Regions from separate parts of the Astyanax mexicanus genome. Here region 1 is linked to region 2. A link is a contact called in public Hi-C data. All regions are on one chromosome and are shown on one strand. Each heading gives the region's core, a stretch centred on a gene start, on an enhancer-like site or on the middle of the called end of the contact. The rest is flanking DNA. Distances are from core to core; before and after follow the strand shown. Region 1 has its middle 21 kb from the start of LOC111190039. Region 2 has its middle 21 kb from the start of LOC111190556.

The links. A called contact is a pair of places that touch in the nucleus more often than the background predicts.
Region 1: a contact with region 2 is called in a Hi-C map of muscle, with 14 times the contacts expected there. The contact joins two enhancer-like sites. A contact is called at or near these places in 2 of 3 Hi-C or Micro-C datasets (blood and muscle).

The regions. Positions count from the first base shown.
Region 1 is chr22:10,060,162-10,064,184 of AstMex3_surface, forward strand. No RefSeq gene overlaps it. Among protein-coding and RNA genes, the nearest start is that of LOC111190039, 21 kb to the left of the region's middle. Within about 2 kb of position 1,365, the one cell type or tissue checked has an H3K27ac peak away from gene starts, as active enhancers do.
Region 2 is chr22:9,989,457-9,993,579 of AstMex3_surface, forward strand. No RefSeq gene overlaps it. Among protein-coding and RNA genes, the nearest start is that of LOC111190556, 21 kb to the right of the region's middle. Within about 2 kb of position 1,330, the one cell type or tissue checked has an H3K27ac peak away from gene starts, as active enhancers do.

The sequences.
Region 1 (4,023 bases), core at 115-2,614, 71 kb after region 2:
TTTCTAATAATAATAGTAAATGCATAATTGATTTCCTTTTTTTTTGACGGGCGAATAATAAAAAGTAACGCATAGTTACTTTTACTGGTAACTAGTTACTTTTATAGTGGAGTAACTCCGTTAGTAACTCAGTTACTTTTTTGGAGAAGTAACGAGTAACTATAACTAATTACTTTTTCAAAGTAACGTGCCCAACACTGTTCAGCTGGTGTTGCTGATATATTCATGTGGTTTAAATTGTGTTGCTATAGGTGATTGCTAGTTAGTTGCTAAGGTGTTGCTAGGAATAAAATGGAATGTTTGCAATTAAATATTCCACCCTTCATTCCTACAGGTGGAAATTCGTATGACAATTTTACAAACCCACTCATTATTAACACACTTTATTCTGTTATTAATGTTCTATTTTCCCTTTTCATTGTTAATGTTCTCTTTAATGTGCTCTTTCAGCCAATGAAATCAGAGGAAAATGCTGAGCATCACCGGTTGCTATGTAGAAAAGAACACAGCAGGTTTGAGAATATCTGCCCCGAGGAAATGAATACTATACTGTTGAGCACATGGGCTCTGGCGACAAACAACACTATGAATTTCTCATTTAAAGCTGAATAGTGTTTTATTTAGCTTTATTTTGTGAGCTGAACTCTTTAGGACAGTTTCCCAGACAGGGGTTAAACCTAGTCTTGGAATAAACAACATTATAAATGGAAATTTCCTATTCAAAATAAAATATACTGTATGACTAGGCGTTATCCCTAAACCCTAGGCTTAATCTAGAAAACTGACCAAGTAAAATAGTGCGATATCTCATCATTATGGGTTTTTTGAGGCATTAAAATGGTTACACTTCTGATTTTGATGAGAATTACGATGATATGGGTGGAGATATTTTTTAAACTAACAGATATACTTTATTAGAGTGGATGTTTCCAATAAAACAGTCATTTTGCACTTATTAGTAGAATAAAATGAATTACAAAACTTTTTATTATAATTATTATTAGTAGTAGTAGTATAATCTCTTTACAAATTTAAATCTGAGGTTAAATTAGTTTTGTTTATTTGTCAAACTGACTGCATGGTCACACATGCTTATTACCTACAGCTACCATTCAAAAATACCCTAAGAAACAAATGTTAAACTGGGATTTCCACCTGAATTCTTTTCACACAGCCCTCCTTAGTTCATTATCTGATGAGTTAAATCAGGAGGAAGCTACAGTCTGCAGTGTTTTTGCCGCCAGAACTGCACCTGACTCATGCTGTCTAAACTCCAAAACAGTTTTCTTAAAGTAACAGAACCCAGTAAACAATAGATAATACTGAGCAGCGTGTACATATAAACATTATATCAGTCTAAAAAACATCACAAATCCACTTATTATTAACACACACAACTTAACACTAAGAGACAGAACACAGTTTCTGTAAGAGTTTAAACACGTTATTCTGTATTGTTATTAATGTTCCTATCTCAGCCAATAAGATTAGAGGAAAATGCTGAGCATCACTGGTTGCTATGTAGAAAACAACACAGCAGGTTTGAGAAGATCTTCACAAAGGAAATGAAAACTATACTGTTGAGCACATGAGCTCTCCTGATTATGAAACTCAGCTAAACTCATATAAGATAAGTGTAAGATCTCCAGATTTGGCAAGTAATTGGAGGATAAATACTTTGTTATTGTCCTTACACTGCAAAATAATTGTTATATTATATTATTATATTGAATATTGTTATATTAACAATACGTAAAAATGGAAAAATAAAATATACATGAAAAGTGAAATTAACTTATTTCAAAGCTATAAATCTTATTTTTTGTCTGATAAGAATCACTTAGAATTTTTACTTCATTTTAAATTATTTGACTCAAAATAAGCAGAAACAGTCAAGCTATTCTGATTTTTGTGTCCAAATTTAAGACAAAAATTTATTTATTTTTGGCTTGATTTAAGTCTTTACTTCACAACACCTTTTAACTTCATTTCTCTCCAGTACTGTCTGTGTATGCAGGAGCTATTGGACAACAGTTTGGGTGATTTCTTATTTTAAGAAATCATGCTTGGAAAAAAAAAAGCAGATTTTTTTGCTTACTATAAGATATACATCTCAATGAACATATAACATATTGTATTTTATTGCAGTGTATCTGCCTCTGTTTTTAATGGTCAAACTTTTTAATGGTTGAAAAGATGATCCAAAGCTTATAAAATGATTTAATGTACTAAAGAAATGACCTAGGAACCCCAAACTTCATTCATTTAATAATCTTCATGTAAGTACTATATAATACTGAAAGGATGAACCTGTGATCCACAAAAAAATAGTCATAAATTTCACATCTGATACAGGAGGTGTTTTTTTGTGGTTGTAAATGTTTGCTGCATTCTAGGAGGTTGTTCATCATATAACTCATATAACTCTGCAATAGGAAGTCCCCTAGGACTTCTTACTTCTTACTATATCTTATCTTATCTTAAAGGTGGAGAAAGAAAGGAATAGTGAAATTAAGAAATGTTCTTTCTCAAAAGAAATGAAGAGAAAAAATATAGTATTAAGGGTTAAATATAATCTTTGCTCACTTCAGATATATACATCTTATAGTCTGATTTTTATTAAGAGTGTTTGTGTAATACCGGATAGGTAAAGTAATCTGTTATTAAGTGTGTTTAGGCTTCTCTGGAGGAGAAAGGAAAATATATAATGTGTGTGTGTGTGGGGGGGGGTTATGTGAGGACACACAGAGATAGTGCTGAGTGGTGACTCTTCACACTTCTGATTTTGTAAGAGTATTCCACTCTATCAAACACACACAAACACACTACTAAACTATTATAAAAATCATCTTTTGATGTTTCTGTGCTTTTATTATTCATCTGTTTATCCCCATCATAAAACTCCTGACCTATAAACTCTACAGCACAGGGTAAAGTCCGTAAACCGTTCGGCTCTGTGTGGTAAATAAATCATGCCAGGCCTGTTTGGCAGAGCAGGATGGAAAGTCCCTTCAGATCTGAGCAAACACACACACACACACACACACACACACACACACATTCCTACACAAATACTTTCGGTTTGTTAAATGGTAGAACAGCTCCATCCACTGGCACTATTTACTTTCATTCACAGACTGATTTTTTTCATAAGATCTATGCTCTATATTTTGTATAACCCGTAACATAATCTCTTATTATTCTATTTTTTACCCCAAATTGATCTTGAAGCAGTTATTAAAGTTAAAAAGCAAACCTCTCCAATTTTTAAGAATATAACATTTCTTTTAGTATTTAATACATTTTTGTAAAAGCCGTGGCACTTTTCTACCATGCACTACAACAAAGGGATCCACAAGACAATCAGCAGGACCCATATCTGTTAGATATTTAAAAATATATATATAAGGGCTTAAAGTGGTCAAGCTGTCTAAGTGGGCTGTTACTATGATCAGGTTCGAATCCTGTTCATACAGCTTGCCATCAGCTACCGGAGCCCTGAGAGAGCACAGTTGGTTTCTCTCTCTCTGGGTGGGTACAGTACAGTAGATGGCGCTCTTTTTCCCCTCATCACTCCTAGGGTGATGTGGATCCACACAAGGCTGCGTCTGTGAGCTGATGTATTAGAACCAAGTCGCTGCACATTTCTCTGAGCGTAGCGCTGTGATGCTACTCATCAATGCTACTACACTAGCAGTATTACTAGTGATAGGGGGAGTACTAATGAGTGGGTTGGCTAATTAGTCTTTTAAATCGGGGAGAAAATGGAAAAAAAAAGGAAAATCAAGAAGAAATTCTTCTCTGGACAGTAGAGACCAACAAATCCAACAAAAGCAGGATGCTCTCTTTTTAAAACCCTTAATTTAAAAAGAAACAGTGAATCAGCAGGTGTCCCATCACTTTTGTCCTTATAGTGTTCTTCTACAGCATGACAAATCTTGGTCATTTTACGTATCCCCTTTTTGGAAAGCAAGGCTCAGAGTATTTTAATTTTTTTTACGTAAAAAGTTATAGCACTACTTA
Region 2 (4,123 bases), core at 80-2,579:
AGTATAAAAAATATCAGACATTAATAAACTATCATTTTTCTCAAGTGCTCCAAATAAATCCATTCCCCAAAACACATTGTTAAGTTGGTATTCTCCTCTCTATTAGAGATAGAGATCACCCCAAATCACCTTGATGTTCCAAAATGCTAATAGGAAAAAGCTGACAAAAGACTGACAAGTGAAAGTTTACATATTAGACACTGTGAAGCATGGTGCAGGGAGCATCATGATTTCCAATAAAGAACAAAGTTCTGTCAGATTAGGACACTCCTGCAAAAGAGAAGACTGTATATAAAACACTCATCTTCTGTTCAACTCTCTTAAACTCTATAGAGTTAAAATCTTGTTGTTGAAATAAGACATTTATAGAACAATAAATTAATTTTGGACATCTGGCATAGAGCTGAATATAGTTCTAACTGAAACGAGGGGTCATGTTATTTCTTTTCTATTCTTTTGTTTATTTATTACTGCACTGTAGATATAGCCTGTCAGTGTTCTGGTGTATTATCTAATCCTTTTTTCTATAATAACAATATTTAATTGATTTAAATTAACTTATAAGAACTTAAGTGGCATCTAATGCTATAAATGAACTATTTAGAACATCAACCACCAGAGTGCAGCAAAGGCCAGAGATGAGAAAACAGCCGAGCAAAGAAAGAGAAACTGCAATAAAAACACTAAAATCCAAAATATTTTGAGAATGTGATTAAACATGTGTTCAATTTTTTTTATTCAGTAGAGATTTCACCACTGTTTTCTAATAAAGCTGAAGGGGTAATTAGTGGATGGTTATGGTATGAAGTGATCTGATTGGTTCAGAGCATGTTTTAGCCTCAAAACACCAGCAAAACAAACAGGAACCCAGTATTTACCAGTAAAAACTCAAATTACATCTCTGTAATTCAGTTTATACTAGTTTACAGTAGCTATTAAATATTTATTAGTAATTATATCAGATGTACATATTTATAAATAAATCCATTTTTACTATTTATATTACCAGGAGCACTTATGCTTAATGTAATTCTGAGTATTCACATATTACCATTGTTTTACAAGGTATTCTACTTTCTCTTATCTGTATTTATTTTGTATGAATAAGACTTCATTACTTATTAGGTAATAATTACTTTATTACTAGTAAAACTAGTTATTATAGAGATCTGTTATTAAAGTGGGATTTGAGAGTTTGTGAACCCTTTAGAATTTTTTATATTTCTTCATAAATATGAGCTCAAACATCAGTCTTAAAAATATATTGTGTATATATTGTGATGATTGACTTGAGGTACGCTTACTTTTTAACTTACAAATATGTAATATTGGATAATTTTCCACAATAAATAAAAGAGCATTTATACTATTTTTGTCTTATATTTGTGTCTTTATCAATTTTTAAGACGTGTTTGAAAATCTGATTATATTTTTGCTCATATTTATGCAAAAATATAGAAATTTCAAAAAAAGTGTTCACAAACGTTTAAGCACCACTGTATTTTATATTTAACTAGTAGTAATAGTGATATTATCTATTATCTATTATTTCTATAGTGTGAGATTATCACTATTAGTGCTGCTGCTGGATTTCCTGTAAATCATGTGACTGTGAATCATGTGTAAGTGAGCAGGTCTGAGATCAGCAGACTGTAAAGCAGAACTATGTAGGAGTAAACAGATTAAACCCAGCGCAGATAAAGCGACAGTACAGCAGATCTCACACACAACACTGTAATATTATCATAAGAAAAGGTGGGCAGTGCTCTCTGAACTTCAGCCCCCTCTTCACCTCTCCTGTTCATTAATAGCTGAAATGTTTTCTTCTGAAGTAATAAAATATACCAGTCCTGCTTTTTAAAAAATAAAACATTTTTGTTTTTTAAAAAACACTTTTATTTTGGACATTTCTGCCTCTGCATCACGTTCCATGTAGTTTGGTACGCTGACACTCACAATCAGCTCTAAACCCATACATCACCCAGTGCCCCTCCCAAACTGCTCCACCCATTTTTAGCCTTTTTCAAATTTGAGCTGAGGGTGGAGGCAGCTACAATTAATGTTTAGTGTTTAGGAGTTTAGTTACACTTTAATATAACTCACCACATTACTGGCAAAGGGACCGGGTTGGATATATAGGACATGTCCCACTGAATATTGGAAAAATGTTTTTCTTTATTTATTTATTTAATTTATTTTCTACACTGCAGATTAAACTTAAACACAAAAATAAAGTAACAGACTTGCATTAATTCCAGCATTTTCAGACGAACCAAACATATATTTACACTGTTGTATACAGAAACCTGGAACATTTCGTAGACTGAAAATATGGTCCAGTGTAAAACTGTTTTTTTTTAACAGTTTTTGTTAATTTTAATCTTAATTTATGGTATTGTTTAACTCAGTAAATCAGTAAACTAGCTAATTTAAAATCTTTAAAAGCATGTACAATCTGGGAAATAAAAACATTAAGGAGATTTAAGAGGATTTAAGGCACTTTAAGACAATTAAGTATCCATACTATAGTCATAGTAGGTCCTCACTGTCAGAAAATCAGAAAACAGGCCTGGATATTTTATGGTCCAGGGGTCATATCTGGACCTTTACCTTTCTATAACCAGCCCTTAGCATAGAAAATCTGAACCAGGCTTTTCTGCACTTGTTCAAACCCAAAAAAGACTAGATTTCTCTCATTAAACATGAAAAAAAAATGTACAAACAGCAAATAAGGTAATTAGACTATAAACCAAATAGCTATAGTGCTTTTATTTTTGAATTTAGAAATGCTTATGCTGGTCTTTACTGTTTGTGTGAATATTGATTAATATACCTGCTTCACATTTTTATTAATGTCTAATCTCACCAGAAATAGCTTATCAAAACCAGATAATTACTGTGTTTTTAACGATATCAAATTAACATTGAGCCAAATTAAGGTGAATCTGTTGGCCTGGCCCTCCAAAATAGTCCCAATGTATTATGTGGCAGCTTGGGGAAATGAATTGCCCTACTCTGGTCTAAACAGCATTTATAATACGGGTTAAAAAATGTAAATCTGGCAACCCTGTAAGACTCCCGCCCACACCCATATAAACACCAGCCTCCAGCCAATCACAGTTCAGAACACTGCAGCGTCACGCGTTACTCGGAGAAAATGACCTCATTTCAAAACCGAAAGTATTTTCTGCACTTGTTTATCATTATTATAATTATAATACTAAAATAAAGCACGAGATCAGCTGGAAGATCAATACTGAAACAGAACTTCACCAATAACCCTATCAAATTATTATAAAGGAAATATATAAATATAAAAATATTTTTTATATTAAATAATTTTAAATTCGACCTCGTAGATTATGGCATTCAGTGTCTATTGGATAAATTCTAACTAATCAAACTTATATTCGTATATCCAGCACAATAATATTATTACACTTTCTACAGGGATTATATAGTATAAATAAAGCATTATTATTCTGACTGACCCACACAGACCACAAGGCCTACAGCACTACCTGCTGGTTAAATACTGCTTAAACATAAAATAATCTTTTGTTGTCTCCAGATAAAAAAGTCACTTATATATATATATATATATATATATATATATATATATATATATATATTGTAAAAAAATAACTTTTTCTAATTCAGCAGCAAATTAAAGAAAAATTAAGCATGAATGAACACAGCTGATGGCTCAATAGGTAGCTTCCTAGATTAGCCTCTGTCTTATGTCTCATTTTTGTCTAATGCTATTTCTCCTCAGCAATTTGAGGAGAAACATCTGTAAGAAGTTTGTAAAAGTGAAACCTAAGTAAGAATCATAAATTAATCTCCTGAGACATCAAAGATCAACATTTGGGCAATAAAATTTCCTCTGGGTAGACGACTGTATCATAATCAACGGTGTGAAAAGTTTTTCCATTTATTACTCTGTAGGTAAAAGTGCAGTTACTAGAGTTTAAAATACTTCTTACTTTAAAAAAGCTTTTTGCTCTTTAAGTAAAAGTGTTTAAAAAGTAATGATTTCCTATAGTGCACTACTTTCTTATAGTGCACTACCCCCCTCTCCAAAACACATTTTTCTAAAAGCCAAAATGACTATAATGTTAAA